Regions from separate parts of the Mus musculus genome. Here region 2 is linked to region 1. Evidence: chromatin contacts called from public HiChIP or PLAC-seq data. All regions are on one chromosome and are shown on one strand. The core of a region is the stretch at or near the end of the contact, and the rest is flanking DNA. Distances in the headings are between cores, read along the strand shown.

Region 1 (3,508 bases), core at 344-2,843:
CCACTCCACACCCCAGGGTAGATTAGTTTGAATGTCAACTTGATGAGATTTGAAATCACCCAGGAGACATATCTCTAGGTATGTCAGGAAGGGCATTACCAGAGAGGACTGACTAAGGAGAAAGATCTATCTTGGATTTTGAGCCACCTCATGCTCCAGAGGCCACACTTCCCCAGCAAGTGGGCTTTACCCCTCAGCCCATGAGCCAAATAAACAAACCCTTCTTCTTAAGTTGCTTTTCATCAGGCATTTTGTCACAGCAATGAGAAAAATAACTAAATATTCCGCTCACACAGTATTGCCCCTGCTGGCTTCTGACAGGCCGCTTGAATCCTTCCTCTCCACACTAGCCGAGAGAGTTAAAAAGAGACGTAAAAACAGGGCCACAGTCCCCTTTGCATTTCACTTTTTGTGCATTTATTTATTAGACTTATTTCTTTTACTTTGTGAGTATGCATGTTTTACATGGATATGTATATGCACCGTGTGTGTGCCTATTGGATCCCTTGGGACTGGAGCTATGTATGGTTGTGAGCCACCATATAGGTTCTGGGAATTGAACCTGGGTCCTTGGCAAGAGCAGCAACAGCTCTAAACCACTGAGCCATCGCTCCAGCTCATATACAGTTAGTTCATTTTTACCAGCTGAAGATTAGGCCAGAAGATTGAGCAGACCTGTCCCTGTTATAAAGCACACTCACACATGGTGTACTGGTGGATATCAATACTATAATGAGAGATAAAGAAGACATTTATCACCTCCACTCGGTAGCTGACGGAGCTAGGTCAAGGTCATATAGCTTGGGTGGCGTAATTGGACTTAGTTCCCACTTCTTTCCAACAAACGCCTTATCTAGGTCCCCCAAACCCACAGCTAACCCTTTCTGTTGTCTAGACCCTCCGAATTGCACTTCCTGGCCTCTGAGATGACTTTCAGTGTTTCTCTCACAGACCTCCACAGTCAGTGGTGGCAGACACAGAGAACAAAGAGGTGGCCAGGATCACATTTGTCTTCGAGACCATCTGCTCTGTGAACTGTGAGCTCTACTTCATGGTGGTAGGTTTCTTCTCCTAGCCAGATGGGGGCTTCCATGGGAGGGTTGGTCCAGCATGGCCCAGCAGTGAGGCAGTATACTGGACACCCATCATGGTGATCCCACGGATCAAGAGCCTAGAGGGACTGCCAGGGACTCCCTAGTACTTAACACAGGTCTGACCAGTGTGTTAGCCCACAGCATAGTGATTGCCTCACGAAGCAATCCCGCCTTCCTCACTTGCCTCCCCTGGGCTCAGGGCATGAATTCCAGGACCAATACTCCTGTGGAGACGTGGAAGGGCACCAAAGGCAAGCAGTCCTATACCTACACCATCGAAGAGAATGCTACTGTGAGCTTCACATGGGCCTTCCAGAGGACCACCCTTCATGAAACAGTGAGTCCCTCCCCTCCCTCCCGTCCCTCCCGTCCCTCCCATCCCTCCCTTCCCTCCCCTCCCTCCCGTCCCTCCTGTCCCTCCTGTCCCTCCTGTCCCTGGTGCAGACTGTGACCACAGGGCTCCTGCTGTGAGCTCATGCTGGCTTCTGAGTTCATAATCTGCAGGAGCCAAGCAGGAATGCTAAGCATGGCCTCTGAGGGCTTGAGCCTTTTCTAAATGACTTCCCCTTACAGTCTCTACCACAAGTGAAGCCAGACATATAGCTATTTTTAAAAATAATCACTCTGTTTTTCTTTCATTTTTGAGACAGGGTCTTGGTCTGTAACCCAGGCTGACCTAGAACCTGTAATCCTCATGCCTTAGCTTTCCCAGAGCTAAGATGAAAAGCTTTGCTTTATTTTCTTAACTCAAAAAACAAAAAAAAAACAAAAAAAAAAAAACAAAACCAAACAGATGTACTGCAGAAAACAAATCAACCTGGGCTGTAAAGTGGGCCCTGTCTCAACAAACAAACAAACAAAAAACCAAATCACCCATAAACCTGTTACCCAGAGATAACCCAATTACTATCTTGGAGAGTGTGCATTCTTTGTTTCTATGTCTATCTCTGCCCCTCTCTGCATCCCTTATGTATACTAAGTCTATATTTTCATCCCCACTCCTCAGTCCCTGGCTTTTAGAGACAGGCCATTCTAATCCAGGCTGGTTGTCTTCCACCTTGCGATCCTCCTGCCTCTGCCCCTGAGTGCTGGGATTCTAGGGTAGTAAGACCACACCCAGTCCTAATTTTGATTTCTTTTTAAGTACGTGGATTTTTTTTCTTTTTTCTTTGACAAAGACCCCCCCCCATATATTAGAATTTCCTATAAATTCCCCATGGCGCATAACATGGAACTTAAAATGGGTTAGTCTTGTTAATTACACAAAATATACCTTAAAAGCCATTGTTCTTTTTAAAGTTAAACTATTTATTTATTTACTTACTTACTTATTTACTTAACTTTTGGTTTTTTGAGACAGGGTTTCTCTGTGTAGAGCTCCACCTGCCTCTGCCTCCCAAGGGCTGGGATTAAAGGTGCACACCACCACCACCTAGCTCTCTATTTTTAGTATCGTTCATCTTTAATTTTCATACAAAGAGCCACCATGAAATAAAGTGAGAAAGATGCTTCTAGTGGTTCAGTCAGTACCAGCTGTTGCCATGGAGCCCGAGGACCTGGGTTTGATCTCTAGCATCCATGTAAAAGCCAGGACATGAGACAATTAGTTCAGTGAGAGACCCTGTCTCAAAAAATGAGATGGAGAGTGATGAAAGGAACGTCTGATATCCACATCTGGCTTCTACATGCATACTTACATATGTGCATGTACATTCACATACACATATACACATGTACACACGTACACACGTGTACATGCACAAGTAAAGTGAAAATAAACTCTGCTCTTCCTATGGCTGCTGCTGCTTCAGGCCTCTCCTTTCTCTGCTTTTGTTCCCTCATCTCCAGGGCAGGAAGTATACTAATGATGTCGCCAAGATCTACTCAATCAATGTCACCAACGTCATGGGGGGCGTGGCCTCCTACTGCCGTCCCTGTGCCCTAGAAGCCTCTGATTTGGGCTCCTCCTGCACCTCTTGTCCTGCTGGCCATTACATCAACCGGGATTCTGGGACCTGCCACCTCTGTCCCTCTAACACCATCCTGAAAGCTCACCAGCCTTACGGTGCACAGGCCTGTGTGCCCTGTGGTCCAGGGACCAAGAATAACAAGGTGCCGGGTTCTAAGTGGAATTCTCCAGGGGCTGAAACCCATATGGCCCCCCTTAAACACCCCCACCCCCAGCCCCACACTCAGGTTGTTGTGGAGGACACTAACCAGGAGGTGTCTGTGGGTGGTGAGTCCATAGCAGGAGGTCTTGTCTTCCCTCTGTAGCAGGCAAGTCACATTTTCAGTTGGTGGAGATCAGTGACCCTGTGGTCCAGAGGTTTGGCATCTGTGCAAAGACCTGAAGGGAAGAAGTAGTGGGGGTCTGTGGCCCATGTTTAGCTCATTAGCACAGTAATCTGCCCCCT
Region 2 (3,914 bases), core at 231-2,730, 97 kb after region 1:
GATTAAGCCCTTATCATATAGAATATTCCTAGATCTTTCCATTATAGCAGGGATCAAAAGCAGCAGTCTCAGTCACTCTAGTGACCTACTATTAAACCATACACCCATGCCCTTCCCATGGTGCTGGGCTTCGAGGAGCAGTTGGCTGAAGGAGCCCCCAGAAAGGCTGAGATCTCCAGAAAGAGCATGGGAGCTGGGTATGGTGGTGACTGCCTCTAATCTCGCCACCTAGGCAGGGAGGCAGGATGTGCTGCACAGTGAGGCTTTGTCCCACTCAACAACCCTTGCCTCCCCCAAAACCTGGGCTCGTAGACTGATACTTCTTTTGATTGTAACTCTCAAGTACTCAGCTTTCCACCCATTTGAGTTTTGTTCCTCTCTGTGAGTAGACCAATCTTCACAGCTTGTCTTTCCAGTGATGTTTTTTGTTTGTTTGTTTGTTTTGTTTTGTTGCTGGGTCCGTAATAACATTGCTGTCTGAGTGAATCTGACCTCCTGGTCGGGTACAGACCTCCAGAGAAGGCTTTCTGCCCTGCAAGAGTCAACATCCTGTCCTCACACAAAGGCACTACAGAGTCATCCCAGAGGAAGCCAGTGTCTGGGTCCCTACTTCTGCATGGCCACCCTGATCCCTACAGTGTGGCATTATCATCTGTAATAGATCACTTCCTACAAGTAGAGTCTGGGGAGTATGGGGCAGTCTGTGACTTGTCCTTGACCTCCAGGCACATACGCACTAGGGAATTGGGTATCTTTGTTGCTCTCAGGATACAGGCAAGAGATGCTCAAGGGTTAGGAGCCTGGGTATTCTGCTCTCAAGAGGATCTGTGGGCTACCTTGGTTGTGGAAGAGCAGACATCCCTCCTAGTTCACTTGGGGACCATTTTTCTACCTACCAGGGCTGCTCTTTCCTCCTTCCTCAAAGGCAGCCCCTGCCACTTTTTTATCTCAAGAAGAATGTGACAGCACCTAGGTTCCCACCAGCAACCCAAGACTTCCTGCCAAAATGTATTCCTTGCAGTTGAAGACATTCCACCCCTGGTACATTCCTGTGGCTAACAGCATGAGTGCCTGACAGGGCATTTCAAGCTTCCTGATAATACACATTTCCCTGAAGAGTACGTTCCTGTGCGTTCACCACAAGTATGTTTACTTATAGATTGAACAGCTTAAATACATACATTGTATAAAGCAACCCTTTACAGGATGGCAGTTGAGAGAGAATAGACAGAGGTCCTACTGTGTTCCTCTTAGGCCCCACTTTGCAGACTACCCCCTTCCTCCCATTACGATCTCAAACCACTGTGGTCTTAGAAGTTAATGAGAGTGCACAGTGCTTGCCGGCCACCTCCTTTATCTGGCTTTGCTATTTTGTTTTGCTCAGCTGTGTTGGACCTGGGCTGGTCTGTACCTTTGGAAGCATTAGTGTTCTCAGTAAGAACAGGGCAGGCAAGGCACCCAAGCTGCCCAGTGACCCTGCTCTCTCTGCTCTCTGCTGACCTTGGTGGCAGGGGGTGGGGTGGCAACAATGGAGTGTTGTATGATGCTCTCCTTTCCCGTGGCCATCTTGGCAAGCAACCAAGGGGTTGAACACAGGCGGATGTGAGGGATTTTTTTTTAAGGAGGGAAGTGGTTGGAAATGAAGGTCAAAAAACTTCATCTTGTTGGTCTTGGTTGTTCATTGTTGGGCAAGGGAATAACCTTTCACACTTGCCAAAGAATGGGCTCCTCTGTCCCTGTGCTATCTACGGAGTAGTGGAGTAAGACGGATCTCAGTGAACACTCGGAAAGGGAAGCCAACTGGAGGCGGGGGGGGGGGGGGGCTCGGAGAGACATTGATTTGCTGATCTCCAGGCGAGGTGTGGAGTTGTGCCTGGCACGCAGGACTCTTGCACCCCTAGCTGAGATCAGATATCCAAAGGACCTGTTTCTGAAGCATGGCTCATCCATCCAGCCTCCCACCCTCATCAGTATCTTCCTAGACCCAGGAGTCAGAGTCTGGCCTGGTATGACCTGTCACGAGGAGGGGGAGGGGGAGGGGGAGGAGAGGGGGAGGGGGAGGAGGAGGAGGAGGAGGAAAGAAGGCAGAAGGCTAAGCTCAACGACCAAGAAAGGCTGAGTTGAGGGGACAGAACCAGGCTTCATGCTGGGAGATGCACTAACTAGCCCTAGGCTAGGCTTCAGTGTCTGTACTTCTTCTGATTGATGTGAGCTGATATCTGTTTCCACCCAGCATTTCTTATTTCTTAAAAATACATCTTAGAAAAAGTTAGCTTTCCTTCACCCACATTAGAGAGAAAAATGACAGGAGCAAAAGCTTGGGTGTGCAGAGCTGGGGGGATTTGTGACGCAGCCTTTGAGGTTATTGGGGAGTCCACTGGGGCAGCCGGAGGAGAGGCCACAGTGGAGATGGTGAGGTTGAGGAGGGTCTCCTTCCCTGCAGGGCTCCCTGATGCTCTTTATGTATAAGAAGCCCCTGACAAGATGATCATATTGAAGTCGCAAGGGTGTCCCTGATTCTCGGAGGGATGAAGAGACGCCCCAGGGGAGAGCCACAGATGGCCTTGAGAGTAACCACATGCCAGTCAGGAAAGAGGGTCTGGCAGCTAGAGGTGCCTTGTCAGCACTGAGTTCTGTCACCTCCCACATTCAACCTGGTCAGCAATCTGACCCTTTGCTCAGAATGGTAACTGAGGGCTCCTTGGAGGCCTCTCTCTTTGCACCTCCTGTCAAGTGAGGTGTAAATTGGACTGACCTTGGGGAGACTTCCCCATCACACCCAAGGGCTTTTCCTGCTCTGATGTCAGGGAGCACAGCCTCAATGTTCTTAGGCCAGGACTGACGACCACAGGCCTGACAGGGGCTGGGGGTGGAACAGTTTGAAATGTCCTTTGAGAAACAGAGACTTCTGAGCTGGGTTCTCGACACTTTCTCTCCAAGGGAGAGATTAAGTCTCAAAAATGGAGAGCTTATTTCGAGCCCTAAGATCTTGGTTATCCTACTGTCTACTCCACTTTTAATGTGCTGAAGTTCGTGCCCAGTTTTTTTTCTATTTTCAAAGGAAATAATTGGTCATATCCTCTTTCAATTTTCTTCTACATGGTCCCTCAGTAGTCTTCTTGAGGTTGTTTGGTGCATACATTGCTCCTCACTACGGCTTGGAGGGAGAAGAAAAGAGTAGATATCCTGGAGGTGCTGGGGAGACAGACAGAGACTGAGACAGACAGAGACAGAGGGGAGACAGAGACAGAGGGGAGAGATACAGAGATAGAGGGGAGACAGAGACAAAGGGGAGACAGAGACTGAGACAGACAGAGACAGAGGGGAGACAGAGACAGAGGGGAGACAGAGACTGAGACAGACAGAGACAGAGGGGAGACAGAGACAGAGGGGAGAGATACAGAGATAGAGGGGAGACAGAGACTGAGACAGACAGAGGGGAGAGATACAGAGACAAGAGAGACACACACAGAGACAGGTATATGTGTGTGCACATAAATGTGTAATTTCCAAGTATGTATCCATGCATGCAGGCATGCAAACATACATAAACACAGGCCTGTGTGAGCAAGTGGTTACCAAGACAAGGGCAAGAGGTTCGAAGCCATCTATAGATCCGAAAGTAAATATTTCCAGGGATTTGAGAACTACGCACCAGAATTTCTTAGAGAAACACTTATGGCTGCCAAGGGTGTAGCCATCAAAACCTGTTTGGTAGAATATGGTCAGAAGAGAACGGGGAGACCTCACTCAGAAGAACCTCCTTGTAAAGGACAACAGTGTCACCCCCTTACAGACTATGAAAGCCAAACTAGGAAAAGCAAAATGATATAGAAGCAGAATATGGGTCTCTGAGATAGACCCATCATCCCTCGTCTGTCTTGCTCTCATGGTTGGTCGCTTCGGCCCCCGCT

What was found. HiChIP or PLAC-seq counts read pairs in DNA pulled down with a chosen protein or histone mark.
Region 2: a contact with region 1 is called in an HNF4G HiChIP or PLAC-seq map of pancreatic cancer cells. The contact joins two enhancer-like sites. A contact is called at or near these places in 5 of 39 promoter capture datasets (embryonic stem cells, hematopoietic stem and progenitor cells, macrophages and 2 more), 2 of 115 datasets of contacts at active chromatin or transcription factors (embryonic stem cells and pancreatic cancer cells) and 3 of 9 other capture datasets (adipose tissue, liver and pancreatic islet).

What each region holds. Positions count from the first base shown.
Region 1 is chr3:108,467,451-108,470,958 of GRCm38.p6, reverse strand. It overlaps Elapor1 (endosome-lysosome associated apoptosis and autophagy regulator 1), which reads left to right. Exons shown (of 22, transcript NM_001346518.1): 12 at 952-1,057; 13 at 1,294-1,431; 14 at 2,943-3,206. Among named protein-coding and RNA genes, the nearest start is that of Sars, 24 kb to the right of the region's middle. Within about 2 kb of position 1,593, at least 6 of the 459 cell types and tissues checked have an H3K27ac peak or open chromatin away from gene starts, as enhancers often do. A contact at or near this core is called in pancreatic cancer cells, where this site is marked.
Region 2 is chr3:108,370,082-108,373,995 of GRCm38.p6, reverse strand. All of the region lies in intron 1 of Mybphl (myosin binding protein H-like), which reads right to left. Among named protein-coding and RNA genes, the nearest start is that of Mybphl, 7.1 kb to the right of the region's middle. Within about 2 kb of position 1,480, at least 26 of the 459 cell types and tissues checked have an H3K27ac peak or open chromatin away from gene starts, as enhancers often do. A contact at or near this core is called in pancreatic cancer cells, where this site is marked.